2 separate regions of the Anser cygnoides genome follow, and region 2 is linked to region 1. The links are chromatin contacts, called in public Hi-C maps. All regions are on one chromosome and are shown on one strand. The core of a region is the stretch at or near the end of the contact, and the rest is flanking DNA. Distances in the headings are between cores, read along the strand shown.

Evidence for each region. A called contact is a pair of places that touch in the nucleus more often than the background predicts.
Region 2: a Hi-C map of liver shows a contact between it and region 1, with 2.1 times the contacts expected there. The contact joins the promoter of PICK1 here to the promoter of JOSD1 in region 1. A contact is called at or near these places in 3 of 7 Hi-C or Micro-C datasets (granulosa cells and liver).

What each region holds. Positions count from the first base shown.
Region 1 is chr1:55,581,499-55,588,915 of Taihu_goose_T2T_genome, reverse strand. It overlaps JOSD1 (Josephin domain containing 1), which reads right to left and starts at 4,045. Exons shown (of 4, transcript XM_066996284.1): 1 at 3,350-4,045. The coding sequence starts at 3,534. It overlaps GTPBP1 (GTP binding protein 1), which reads left to right and starts at 4,524. Exons shown (of 12, transcript XM_048069834.2): 1 at 4,524-4,758. The coding sequence starts at 4,564.
Region 2 is chr1:55,780,684-55,788,100 of Taihu_goose_T2T_genome, reverse strand. It overlaps PICK1 (protein interacting with PRKCA 1), which reads left to right and starts at 4,073. Exons shown (of 13, transcript XM_066996400.1): 1 at 4,073-4,185; 2 at 4,509-4,600; 3 at 5,118-5,229; 4 at 5,717-5,845; 5 at 5,970-6,036; 6 at 7,355-7,417. The coding sequence starts at 4,560.

The DNA of each region.
Region 1 (7,417 bases), core at 2,796-5,295:
AGAAGCACAGGGGGAAACTGGGAGCCCCTAATAGCGAAGTCAGACAATGCCGAAGAAGAAAGTCAAGCCCGAGCCCGGCTCTGTTGTGATGGGTTGCTCTTTCGAGTGGTGAGGACTCCGTTAGTGCTGGCACAAGGCTCAGATGTTTCACATCACCCAGCTACCTACGTTTCTCCCACCTCTCCTTCACGTCAGCTCCGTCCCCCGGTGCTCCTGATGCTCCTGCACACCCTTTGCTCGGCCTTCAGCACGGTGCAAGTCCCGCAGGCACCGCTCCTCCCGCAAGAACACCTCAGCCCCTCTGCATTCAGGTACAGGGCAGGGCGTTTCAGACCAGCCAAGGCTAGGAAAGCTACGGACAGATAACCTTCTGCATCAGCTGCGTCTTCTTGTGGCGCAGCCGACTGCAGCAGAACAGCCTGGGAAGGCCGCTGTGTTATCTACAGTGGGGAGAAGAGCCTGGAACAGTGTGGGAACCCCAAAATCTGTCAGTACCTGCCGCTGGGCACTTCTGAGCGAGGCCGTGGCGTTTGCAGAAAATCAGAGTTGCCAGTCTCCAACTCTCTGCTGTGCTTTATAATTTTATAATCACAGAGATGCTGCTGCAGCTCATCACAGCCCCGCCAGCATCACCACAAAGCAAGATCACTCAGCTACAACTAATTCCTCAGGAACACTGCTTCAACCTATTAGCTCTCATGAGCGCTGGCAAGCCAGGAAAGCCTCCCAATTAACAGGGCTTGGCTAGCACAAGCACCCCCTTGTGGCACAGTTTCCCAGAGACAAGCTTACTTGAGGGCTGAAAGAACGCATTTATCTTTGTCCTTTCCTGCAACTTTCAGAGCTCCAGAAGTGAGATGAAAAAAAAAAATAGTAGAGGTAACACACTAAGAAGCGTTACCCACGAGCAAACTTTCATCAAGAATTATCCCAACACACTTCTACTCACTTGCACCTAAATAATGTCCACAGTCATCAGCTGAAGGATTCTGAAGCTGAAAGAACAAAGTTGCCTTCTCCCACTTCAATAATAATAAAACTATTTATCTGGAGACTAATCTGAGGAAGACTGACACAGAATTCCAAGTACCAACCCTTCCAAGCTTTCTAAGTCACAAACCTTCGTCACCATGTTGTCTTAACGGAACAGGCTCAAACTCCAACACGAAGTTGTCTTTCCTAACCAGATCTCAACAAACAGACTCAGGTGAAGCAAAGCGATTTTGTTTGCATCTCCATGCAATGTTTGGAACGAACAATCTCACTTCCTGGAACAAAAGCCAGAGAAACATCAAAAAGAGAGTTCTTGTACTAGAGAAGAGAGGGAGGGCTACAGAGTCAGAGGGGAGCTTGTAGCAAGCTCTGACATACACTTGAGATAATGATAATAATCAGAGGACACTGGCCTCGAGCAGTGGAGTGCAACAAAAGGGAAATCAATGATTAAGCAATGCAGTTCAATTATTCTTCAAGGGATGTGGTCAGCGCTACAGAAAGCTTAAGCTTATTTGTGATTTCACTACCTTGTCAACACCGGGCTTAAAAAAGAAAACAGAAATTGTATCCAGCAACATTTCTGTAGTGTATTAAAAATACTCATTGGTCCTTTGTCGTATTCGTTAACGCACAGACTATGACGAGACACAGGCAAGAGAGATGGAGAAGCACTGTATAAAGGCAGCTAAGACCATGCTACTTAAAGGCGAGTTGAAGACACAAGTAGTAACCCAACGCAGATGCAAAGGTGGTGGCAATTCTTGTGCCTATTTTATAGCTCATCCGTTTCTGACAGGGATTTCCACGGCTATTCCATAGTTCTGTGGGGTTGAGTCAACTGTGTATCTTGATCTGATTGCTAACATGGAACAAAACCAGGCTGGAATGAGAGACAAATTCTCCCTTCTAGGGCAAGTGGTCTCACCAGAGGAGCATCTCAACCCTTTTCTGAGAAGTTTCAGGCAATGCACTAATTCTCTTTCACTAAGCCCAATGAAAACCAACTAATTTGATCACCACCTCTATCACATGGGCTGCCTTGGTGTGCTTCAGGCCAACAGGAATCCATCTGTGATTAAGATCCTGACAATCGCTGCTCTGGAACAAAACCACAGAGTCTTCCTGCTGGACAAAGAGCGCCTTTACACCGCTGTGGGTCAGCTCCTCTGTGAATAGGAATATTATTTACTACACCGTCACAAACAGCATTTCCATCTGGTATCTGCGGCTGCCCATCACCACAACTCTTTCACCAAAGAAAGGAAGGCATGTACTCGATGAGTCAAGCCCCGGTTCCACAAGTGTGCTCGTTTTTGGGACGGCAGCACCATGCGAGCAGCTCCCTGCGACTGCTTTGTCCAACAGGACCCGCACAACTGCTGTCACGGAGCATGATTTCCTCCATGTCGCTAGCGCAATGTGCTGTCGGTTGCTGGTAACGGGTATCCAAGCATAACCTGTGCTGTTATAACAATTATAAGAGCTGCAGATTGAGCATCAGGGGAGACTCCATTTCCTCTTTGATTCCTTAGCTTTTCAGCAGTGAAAAGTCATCAGGGTTTTCAAAGGCATGCTCAGGACGATTTCCACTAAGTGTTGGAACAATGTAAATAAAACATGGAGCAAAATATGTGCTATTGTACAGGGCACGTTCATCATCCACATTTATCCCAGTAAAACTCAAAAATGTTTTTATTAATTATCTGAAGCTGCCAGGAAACGCTTAGCAATGCTGCAGAAAACATGGATCTAGCTTCGGAAATTAAATCCAGTTTGACAGAGCGCACAGGATCTCACGGCACGGAAGAAAATCCACAGCACCTGACGAACTTCATTTAACTGCTTGAGTAAGTCCCTCAGTTGGCAAAACTTCTGATTTCCAATAACTCAGAAGTTTCGCAGTGTGAAATTGGGAAGTTTTTATGGTGACCCCTTTGTCACTCCTGCCACTTTCGCTCTCTCAAGCCCACCCCCAAATCTGTTATTAACATGAAGGTAACGCACTGACACAAGGCAGGGACAAAGATACGGAAGACTGGTAGAAGATGCATTAAGGTAGGTGTGGGAGAAGAGCGTGCAGTAAAGCACATGACAGCACCTGCAATAAAGCTCTCAGACCCAAATTTGGCAGCCGGAATAGTTTGAGAAGAAAGAAAAAAAAAAGATAGAGGATTTCTAGATGGAGAGAAGGGGGGAAATAGGAAGGAGGGGTGTTTAAAAAGCTATATTCGGTTCAAAGCAGTGGCATACTCTGAACACCTTTGCTCTGTTTCTCACCCAAAACAAGACCTGAGGATCCCTCCAAGCAGTGGAGGAGAAGGGGAAGCTAAGGGCAGCGCAGGGAGCATCCTACCTCTGAAAAATCTCCTGCAGGGTTTCCCTAGTGAAGGCGTTGCTGTCCTGGAAGACATTGTTGAGGGCATGGAGGGCACACAGCTCCCTGCGCTGCTTCTCGTGGTAAATATGCGGCGGCGGCGGCTGGGGCGGCTCCGCTGATTCCGACTTGGCCTTGTCACCTTTCCATGGCACGCAACTCATCTTCTCGCCGGGCGGGCGGCGAGGAACGAAGGGGCCTCGAGTCTCTTCCCCCGGAGCGCCGGCAGCAGCCCGCTGCCCCCTTATTCCGGCGGCTGGCCCCTTCCGCTTCACCTTACCCCGCGACCCCCGCCTTTATACCCCACAGAACCGCCCCCCTCCGCCCATACCCCGTTAAGACGCGGCGCGTCCCCTCCCGCCCCCCGAGGCCCAGCAGCCCCGTCGCTGTGTAACCCCTCGCAGGCGAACCCCTCAGCCCCGGGGCGGCGGCGGCAGCTGGGCACACCGCTCCTTCTCTTCCATCGCCCGCCGCGCCGCTGCCAGGCCGCCCGCAGCAGGCCCCGAAGGGGGAGCACGGCGGCACGGCGGGCGGAGGCTCCTGAGGGCGCCGAGGGGGGGGCGGGGGGGCCGTCAGGGGCGGCTCAGCCGCGGCCCTGCATCGCCCCTCAGGAAGGGGCCGTTAGGGCCGTTAGGGCCGGCAGCGGGATAGGGGGGACGAAGCTGCCGCTCGGCCCCAACCTCCCCTCCCCACTGCGCATGCGCGCCGCGCCTCAGGCGCTTGTACAGCCCCCACAGACCCCCGGCGCGCGCCTTCGCTATTCCATTGGTCGGCGCGACTGTCTGTGAAAAAGTTCCTCTTTCTTATTGGTTACTCCAGGAGAGCGCCCGCCCACCAAGGTGGGCGCTGCCCATCTGTGGTGGCCGCTTAGTCCCACCCCTTCGTCCGAGCTTTCCCGCTCGATTGGCTCCGAGTGCTGCTCGTCAAGACGCCCGGCCCTCCCATTGGGCGCGAAGCCCCCGACACGTCGCGCGCGCCCCGCCGCCTGTGTACACACCGCAAACACCCCGAGCCGCCAGCGCCTCTCCCATTGGCCCCGCGCTCCGCGGGGGCCTGCCCCTCCGCCCCGCCCTCGCAGCCCCGCCCCCGTCTCCACGGTTACATGCTAATCGCCCCCCTTTCCCCCGCCTCCCATTGGCCGGCTCCCCCGGGGGGGCGGGGCCGGCGGAAGGCGGAGGGCAGGGGCAGGCAAGATGGCGGCGGCGGAGCGGAGCCGCTCCCCGCTGGGGGGCTCCCCGGTGCCGGCCTGCATGTTCGCCCCGGAGCCCGGCTCCCCGGGCGGGGGGCCCCGCCTGGCGGCCGCCGCGCTGCCCCGCCGCGCCTCCTCCTTCGACGCCGAGGACGGCGAAGGGCTCAACGGCGAGCCCGACGTCGACCTCACCAGTAAGGTAGGCCCCGGCGGGGGGCGGCTGCCCCGCCTCGCCCCCCCCCCTTTCAGGGCCGGGCTCGGGGCTGGTCGCGGGGTGAGGAGAGCGGGGGGGGCTCGGCCCGGCCCCGCGGGGGGCCCGGCAGCCGGTCCTGCTCCCGCTTCCATCTTGCAGCGAGGGTGGTGGTCATAACACCCGCCTCGCGCAGGCTGCCGTGGTGCCCCTCGAGCTGCCAGCCCTTCCCGCTGAGGGGCCGGCGCGTCCCACAGCCGTGCCCGGCTCTGAAGCCCGGTGACAGCTCGGTTGGGTCCTCCTGTGCTTACGCCCTCCAAAACTAGCTGGAGTTCCCTTGTGTTTTTCCGCCGCCCCTCCTCTATCCGCTTCCATTCCAAAGCCCTGGGTTTCCTTGCCCTCAGAAGCGAATGAATTGTAGCGTGTGGATCTAGGTACCTTTCTCTTTGAGGGCATGACCCAGCGCGGTGCCGTATTAAACGTTACGAAGATGTCTTACAAGGAAGTGAAGCGCAAAAGTCACAACCTGTTGAGCCGCCTGCGCGTGTCTTAATGAGCTGGACAAGATTTCAGTACAGGATGCCAGTACCCACCTGTGCTTTGTCTTCGATGTGGCTGATGCGGAAGAGCACACAGGAGGACGCTGAGGACTGTCACTGATCCTTGACAGCCAGGAATCCGAGCACAGCTCTGACAAAGAGAGAAGAAAGTCTTTCTCCCACTACCTCCATTTGTATTGTCAGCCAGTCTTCCTTTCCTAAAAACCTGCAGGCATCGTGGAAGCAATTCGTAAGTGTATATATATATATATTTTTTATTATTATTTTTTTACCTTTATTACAGTTTACTTTTCCGTACAGCAGTGTATACACACTGTCTTTTCCCTAAGACTTTGATTTATCCCCATCTTGGATGAGAGCTAAGACTGAGCTCTGCCCCATCTCCCCAAGTTAGCCACCTGCTGTGTGCTCAGAACAGCAGCCCCACGTGCAGTAGCTAACTTGGTCTCTCCCCTTCCACCCCGCATTTTCTCCGTCTTCCCAGTTAATTGCTGCTTGCCACTTCCTGCTTAAAACAGGGACTCTCCCTGCTGTCAGTTTATATGCTAGCTTTCTGTCCAGGTCTGAGCCACCTCGCCACTGTGTTGCATGCTTTTCTCCCGGTCCTCCCGCTGACCCCAGCACATTCGTTGTAAGGTGTGCTCTGCTTAGAGAAGAACGTTTGGGATTCTGTTACCAAGCACGTAACACCTTGTCAGTCGATCAAGCGAGCAGTTCCATTCATCAGCGCAAATTCATTGCTTCTTGCTTGCTGATGGGCAGAGCAGAGTGGCACAGTCCGTCTTGTCACCTGGAGTAAGCTTAGCCCGCTGCAGCTGCCACCCATCTTAATCCCAAAGCTGACCAGAGGAAAGGTGGGAAAAGTGCTCTCCTCCCAGAGATCGGGGTGGGACTTTAAAGGTGGCATCTCAAACTTGTACGTTTTCATATTTTTCTGCTGTCATGAAAATAGAACAATAACTGGTTGTTGCTTTTTTTGCCCTGTAGGAATTCCAAAGTTCCTGGACCCGCAGGACTCCTCCAGTTAACTGCTCGATGCCTGGCAAAGTTGAAAGAACAGAAGTGAAAATTTTTGACTTGGTGAAAACCTCTAAAAAACGAGAATACGTAGTACAAGGAAAAGAAAAAAGAAGCATAGATGCCAAGATAGAGGGCCTCTCTCTGACAAGGGGTTTGCAAAGAACAGCCTCTGTCTATCTAGGAAGGTAGTTAAAGAGATCTTCAAAACAGCAAGTACAGTCTTGCAGTGACCTAGGAAACTGCAGAGCTGTCTGGGGGGCTGGGGACTGCAGAAGCAGCTATGAGGAATACTGAACAATGCTAGAAGGTGTGATCCGTGAAAGCTGACGTTTGTTCTACACGTCCTTATTTGATATCCTACCGGCTACAAGCTGATGTGCTGCTTCAGCCTCCTGCCCAGCACCGTGGAGAATGGCTCCAGTGAACTGCTCGGCTGAAACGTCCCCTGATGCCTGGGTCAACACGTGGCTGAAGCATTTGAAACAGCTGAAAAATTAAGCTGGTGCTGAAACTTGAAGAAACGGAAGTTAGTGGCCTCTACGCTGATGGCCCCTCTGTTATTTTATTGATCTTTATTGATGTAACAGCCTGTCTGATGGATGTTCCTGGGACCCTGACCTCTGCTGATGCGCTGGCCTGAGCAGTGAGCCGGCCTGCTGTGCTTCCAGGAATTCCTGAAAGTGCTCGCTAGGCAAAACGAGCCCCTGCGTGTAAACACACAGCCCTCCGTTCTGTCCCGATCCAGCCTCTGAACAGCTGCTGATTCTCCTTTCAATACATGTGCATCCCGTGGTCTCCTCTAAGAGAAGAAGAAGAAAAAAACCCAAAAAACCAGAACAAACAACTAATAAAGGCAAAGCTCAGTTCATCGACGCACAAAAGAGAAAGACTACGTGGCCTTGCAGATCAGAGCGCTTTGCTACCCTTAGCGCTTTGCAAACCACGCCAGGTAGTTCAAAGCCGTAGGAAGGGCATGCACCTAAGCAGGCGCACGAAGGAGGTTGTCTCTCAGCTGTCTGCCCCTCGCAGACAGACACATGTTCTGAGTGACCGCTAACATTTCAGGAACGTGTTGCTTTGGCAGCCTT
Region 2 (7,417 bases), core at 2,824-5,323, 200 kb before region 1:
ACGAGAGACCTGACTGTGAAGCCTCCATCCGCTTTCATCACTGACCCCCGGGGCAGCCGGGGCACAAGGTCAGCCCACTTAAACTCCAAACTCGGCCCGAAATAGAGCTGAGAAGTGGGCAAGGGTGGCCAAGTGCAGGGGTCCCCAACCATTTGAGGGGTTCTTTGACTGAGCCGTTTCATTTCATCAAAGGCACGTTTTTTTCTGGAAGGAAAATGGAGAGCGGCGGGTGTGAAGGGAGTAAGGGGGGCCAGGGGGTTCACCGTGAATTATGACCACTCTCAACAAGAGTCTTTTACATCGCGGAGGTGAGGAGAGGATGGGGTAATTGGGCATGTTAGACCCATGCATAATGAGGGCAAATCTCTGCCTGTTTCCCACCCTCCACCCTGCCACTGCTCATGAGTTGTGGTCCCCACACGCCCCATTGCTATTCCACTGCAGGCATCCACACCCCAAGGGTTCAACCCAAGCAACACAAGCTCTGGTAGCACCCCGTGAGATGGGCAGTCCTCCTAGGCTGTGCCGTAGCAAGTTATCATGCCCCTGGTTTGGAAAGACTGATAGTTGCCTTCTAAATTAAAAAGGATCGGCTAAGCCAGAGCCCACCTTTCCACCTGCAGGGTCTCAGAAACCCCGTTACACTTTACACTGCTGTTTTTTCAGGTTGCAAGTATTGCATTTCCATGGCTAATGCTTTGATCTAACTAACAGCTGGACCTTCTGGGGGATTAGCACCAAGCAGCATATTAGTGGTGGGTAACAAGAGACGCACCTGAGACCTATCTCCTTGACTAGGAGAGGAACTTTGTGGGGACAAATTTAAGGGGGAACGAAATGTGCTTGGAGTATGTGGAAACGCAATGCATCCACCATGCATTAATGTCCATATCATCAGGCTGCTGCCCTCTGGATAAGCTTCTGATAATCCTAAATTCAGGAAACTCTAGACAATCAAACATCCACCAGGGAAGGAAGGAAGGAAGGAAGGAAGGAAGGAAGGAAGGAAGGAAGGAAGGAAAAGATTTTATTAAAATAAAATGAATCAAGGCACAAAAATATTGTTTTCATCTCCAAAATGTGGAATTTTGACACCGGAATTAAGCCAGCCTATACTCCAAAGGACAGCAATATTGTGCTCTTTTGAAATGGTATAGGGCAAGAACTCAGAGCTTGTTGAACCTGTGGGGAGGGATATTTCCAGCTTGCCAGTGGACTGAAGATGCATTTCATCCCAGGAGGTCCTGAGAGTTTGAACATGGCAGTGATAAGATGTACAGGCTGGGAAATGAGCGGTTAGGTCACAACTAGCCATGTTCTCAATGCTTCTCACCCCTTCCTCTCTGAGTTGGTAGCCCCAGTTAATATAATCCCCATACTTATCCCCTGAATGTTTCCCCAAAACAGAAAACACGCTTGAGGGACAGCGAATGGGGAGGACGTTAGCTCAGCGTTAGTCATGTTGACTCTAAGCTGAGAACAGTAGCAGAAGAGCAGCCAGACCCACGAGACACAGCACAGCCCCAGTGCAGAGAAATAAGTCTGAGTGCCAAGAAGCCAACTAGTCATGCAACGTGTGATCTGCTTGCAGACTCCTCATTACACGTGATGAGAGATGAGCAGAAGAGAGTTTGATTCTCAGAGCCTGGGCTGACTTTGCCGGGTTGTCTGTTTAGAGGAGGGAAAATGTCTGTACTTGCAAACTGAGCCCTCTTGATCCAAACCACATTGGTAGACATTAAGGGCCTATCTTTTCGAGATAAAAATGCATTTCAAATTTTTGATGCTACAATTAATCAGAGCCATTCTTGAGAATGAACAGCTTCCTGGGACTTTTTTACAGATCACGCGGCCTTTTTTGCTTGTTTTAGATTATCATTTTCATTACTTTTCCCCTCAGGACGAGGCAATCTGCTGGGTTTCTAATATTGAAACAGCCATGGCTTTGAGGCGCATGTAGTTTCCTTCTCCATCCCATACACAGTGCTTCCAGTCGACCCTGGACACATTGGAGAGAGTGCACACAAAAGGCAGGGTCAGTCAGCACGCGCATAAAAAGGCTGGCACTTCAGGGACATACCGAAGGACATATACAATACACACACATCAGTGGAGCAGCACAAAAGCAGTGCTCGTCAAACCTACGGATTTTGGCCTTGTATCTGTCAGCAGGTCTTTTTTTTCCCCTTTTTTCTTTTTTTCTTCTCTTTTTTTTCTTTTTCTTTCTTTCTTTTCTTTTTTTTTCTTTTTTTCTTTTTCCTTTTTCTTTTCAGGAGGTGACAGAAAAGGAGAAATTCACTGCCTGTTCTTCCCCTTGCAGGCCCAGCAGCAGCCCCAGCAGAAATTCAGTATCCATTTAACCAGCTTTTTGCCCAGCCACAAGCAAGGCTCGGAGAAATCCCCTTGGGCACAGACAAATGATTTGCATTATTCAGGTATTATCCTAGGTGGGGGGTAAGCTTTTTTTTTTAAATTATTTTATTTTTTTGCCACCCTTGTAGTAAAACAGGAGAAATAGCACTGCAGACTTTGCATGCCTGCGCCCAGGCCCCCTTCCTGCAGCCGTTCTCTGCAGTGCCCACACGGCGGAGCTCCTGCCTTAGGGATGAAGCCCAGCTGGGTGGCCTGGTGTCACCTCCCTGGGACAGCAAAACCCGTGTTCGCAAAGCAGGAGCCAGCAAAGGAACAGGGTGAGACTCCCAGGTCCCCAACCCATGGCATACAGCGGTCCTGCCATCACGGCGTGGCACTGACAGCAGGCCTGGCTTATGCCTCTGGTGTTGATCCGCTGGGTGACATTTGCTTAATAACCTGTCGGCCGTGTGAGCTGCCAGCTCCGGGAAGGGTTAAGCAGGGTTTTTCCCCTGTGTTCTGCAGTACCTGGCTGGCCAGAGGCTGCACTTCAGCAGAGGCTGCAAGGTAACTCTGTCATAAGCGTGTCAGCCACCAGCTGTCAACAGCAAAGTTATACATTCTGAAAACGACTGAAAGACAGATTTAAAATATATATTATGTATATATATATAATAAATACAAATGCATTTTAAAGTAAGTTGCAGGATTTCTCTCTCAGCATCTCAGAATCTGCCTAGTTAAATTTTCACCTTCCCTAGGGGTGGATATTCCACCGTCCCTCTGGGCTGCTGTGCCCACCCTCACTGTGATTATTTTTCTACTTTTATCTAACCAGAATTTCTATGCTGTGACTTGTGACTGTTGCCCCTTGTCTTTTGCTGTGCAAAAGCCCTGAGAAGAGCCCAGTCCTGTCTTCCCCGTGTCATCCTCAGCCACAGTAAGGTGCCCTTGCACCGCTGAGCCCCGGTGAGCTCCTCAGGTGCAGAGGCCAGGGCCTGGCTCATCGCTGCGAGCCCTTCACCGGTGTAAAACTGTCAGTGTCGGGGCTCGGGACGTCAGGCTGCAACCTTCAGACAGCTCCCTGGGCTCAGGATGCCAGCCTGCTCTTTGCAGACAGCTCCCACCCGAAGGACCGTTCTCACTGAGCTCCCCTTCATAAACTAATCACCTCTTAGATCCAGGACTTCAAACTGATTATTAACAACACGCTTTTGCTCTTGTACTCCAGCACTCTGGGAGGCTCCAGTTGGTGTTTCAACGTACATAGCCCCTAGGTTTATGGTGCTGCACACTGCGAACACTAAATACCCTCTCAGACAGCAAGAGGTCATTGTCATCAGCTAGTCCTTTTTCCTGGTCATGAAGGAGTTTAGAGTTCAAAGTTTATTTATTTTTCTATTTTATTTTTAGTTTAGTTTAGTTTAGTTTTTTTTGTCTTGTTTTATTTTTTGTTTTGTTTTGTGCTTTTTGCTGGTGTTTTGTTTTGTTGGTGTTTTGTTGGTGTTTTGTTGTTATTTTATTTTATTTTATTTTATTTTATTTTATTTTATTTTATTTTATTTTATTTTATTTTATTTTATTTTATTTTATTTTATTTTATTTTTTTATTTATTTTATCAGCGCCCCGAACCGGCGGCGGGCAGGCAGCCGCCATCACCTCGCCACTCTCAAGATGGCGGCGCGCCCTCGCCTCTCCGTCCCCATAGCAACGGGGCGGAGGGGAGGGGGAGGGGGGGAGCCGGGCGCTTCCGGGCCGGCCCGGCGGTGACGTGTCGGCCGGCGGGCAGCGGCGGGCGGCAGCGGGGGCCGCGCGCAGGACGGCCACTTCCGGTGAGCGGCGGGACCCCCCCCCCCCCCCCCCCGCTTCCCGCGCTGGGCCTCCGCGGTTGCCATGGCAACGCTTTCTGCGTGGGAGGGGCTGGGGGGGGAGCGACCCCTTGGGCCTGGGCCCAAATGGGGCGAGGGGGGGGGAGGGGATGGAGGCACCTGTGGGAGGATGGGGGCACCTGGTGAGGGTTTTGCCTTCTGTATGTGGACGGGGAGCGAATTTTGGGGGGAAAAATGAGGGGAGGGGGCTGCTGGGGGTCTCGGGGAATTGGAGTGACCCGCAGGTGTCGCGGGCTGACGGGGTCTGCGCTGTCCTCTCCTCACAGGGAGCTCCCCACAAGTGGTTTCGGGTGAACAGGCTCCGTCTGGGCGTCGCGATGTTTGCGGATCTGGACTATGATATCGAGGAGGACAAGCTGTGAGTGTCGTGCTTCGCCTGCCCTGCTTCTGGCTGGCAGCAGAAACAGCCTCAGCCTCCTTATTAGCGGCCTTGGACAGAGGAGAAGGGGTTTGTAATGGGGGAAGGGTGTCGAGAGCCAGGAAGAAGTGGAGATAAAACTCGGGAACTGCTGGATCTGTAAGGAGGACGGTGGGCTTCTCTGAACAAGTGAAAAGTTTTGTGAGATTAGCTGTGAGCTTGGCATGGAGCATTGGTCTTGCATCTCATTTATATGGCATGTGTTTGCCCCTTACTAGCAACGGATGAAGTTGTTTCTCCTACAACTGCTCCTTGCACACAGTCTCAAAAACAATAGCCCGGAGCGTCTTTCTGCTGGCCTGGGCTGATAGACTCTATGGCAGAGATAACGTCATTAATTCAAATCTACAACTCCCATTATATTTTCAGTTCATATTGATTCAGGTACCGCAGTCATTTTTACAGATACAGCTCTGCCTGCCATGATTGGTTTTCTCTTCCTTCTTTCTCGTTCTAGCGGGATCCCCACTGTACCTGGGACGGTGACCCTGAAGAAGGACTCCCAGAACCTGATTGGGATCAGCATTGGGGGTGGAGCACAGTACTGCCCCTGTCTCTATATCGTCCAGGTAGGTGCTTAGGAAGACATAATAAACTGTCTTCCTGAAAGAGTGTTGGCCTGAGAGATGGAAACCATGGAGAGCCATGTGCTAAGTGTTTTTCTCAAAGCGAGAGAAATCTTCTCACTTTGCAGTAAATACGATTTCCTTACCCTAGTACCTAATAGGTGTTGAAGAATTAAATTAAGACTTCTGAAATTATCCTCCTCCTTGGAGAGCATGCTAGAATTACAAGGGAATAGCGTTGACACGTAGCATCAACAAATCCTACGCATGAAGAAGCACATCCTGAAGACAAGAAGTTCCTGAGAGAACAAGGCGACCATCCCACCTCAGAATTAGAAGAGAAAAAGCGAGGCTTCACCATGAGCAGTACTAAATACAAATGAGTCAAATAGGAGGAATATAATTGTCAGTTTTTTGTCCTTCAGCCCTGCATTTTCCTTTCTAAACCTCCTGATTCCAGACCACCTGTGTTCTTTTTCCTCTCCACTAGGTATTCGATAACACTCCAGCAGCCTTAGATGGAACCGTAGCAGCGGGCGATGAAATCACAGGAGTGAACGGCAAGTCCGTCAAGGGGAAGACCAAGGTGGAGGTGGCCAAGATGATACAGATGGTAAAGGTGAGAGGTAGGAGGGGGCCACTGGAGCGTCTGGGTCACAGTTGACGGTTTATTGGTCACTGCTGAAGGAAAGCTACTGCTGCTTGCTTCCAGCACAGCAGTTTTGATTTTGTTCTGCCTGCAGGGAGAAGTGACAATTCACTACAACAAACTTCAGGCCGACCCAAAGCAGGGGAAGTCTTTGGATATTGGTAAGACTCACTGGCATCTTTCTCCCTAGAGTGTTTAAAGTGGCATAGAGGAGTGAAAGATTGGTCCTAGCTAAAACTGGAGTAAAATTCTGTTTCCATTCTTACTGTTAACTCAGCCGTTTTCAAATGGAAACTGTCAAAGATAATTAGAGGTTTAAAAAAAAATCCTTCCCTGCCTTCTTGAAATAGTCTTGATAATTAAATTGGGGCTTCACTGTTGCTGCAGCTGGCTTGCTTTTCTGCACTGTATTTAGCATGGATGATGAAACTCAATTACATAGTCATTTAATCTATTTATTTTTAATACATGTAAATTTTGCTGACCTACTGTGATTTTTCCAAACGTATACGCAGAAATGTGTGTTGTAAAACACTGGTTGCAGTTCCTCAGCTTGTAGAACAGTGACAAAATACCTATCTACACTGAGTTTTGTACAGCCATATATTTTATAGGAGAAAGGGGAGGCTTTATTACTAAAACAAAGTATAAGTTTTGGACTAAGCCTATGCAGCTGTCTCCTTTGTATGACTTACCTTTCTCAGTTCCCTAAAAGATCGATGTATTATTTTTGCTTTAATTTCTTTTAATGGGGATTAATTTAAGGTACCAATGAATTGACAGGAGTTCAGGGAAACGCTGAGGACTGGGATGGATTTCTGGGAAAACAGAAGTGCAGTGAGAATATGGAATATTTTCCAGAGATGTTGAATGCTGTGGCTTCAGCTGACTTTCTTAGGAGCTGCAGGCACTTGGCACCCCTGCAAGTTTGCCTCTAAACAAATGTAGTTGAGTCATCTGGTTCTAAAGAGGGCATAATTGTCTCTAGTAATTTGCAGGGTATGACCACCACAGACAGAAATTAATTCAAGGGGTGACAAAAAGGTTTAACTTAAGATCTAAAACATTATAAGTTAGCAAAGGGATAATTTGAGTATTAAATTCTATTTCTCTCACTTTCAGCCTGATATCTTGACTTCAGATGAAGTAATATTGCAGGTAGCATAAGCAAAATTTAGTTCCAAATATAAAGTGATTTATTGGAGTAGTCTTCCAAATGAAGCACTGGAGCTCTATTGATTTAATTATATAGGATGTGAGAGCAGACCAGTTGGGCAAGATAAAGGATATGCTATGCACAGCTGGATTGAACATTCAGTTTCTATGGTATTCTTTTTCTGCTCACTGTCTCAATAGCGAGTTAAGTTGAGGCTGACCAGTTTATTCAGAGCCTGATAAATCGGTGAAGTGTGCTAGTGTGCTTTTCATGCTCAGAGAAATGTCCCTGACCCTGGTTTGCAACTCTCTTTTGGCCTTTAGTATTGAAGAAGGTGAAGCACCGACTGGTGGAGAACATGAGCTCAGGGACAGCAGATGCCCTGG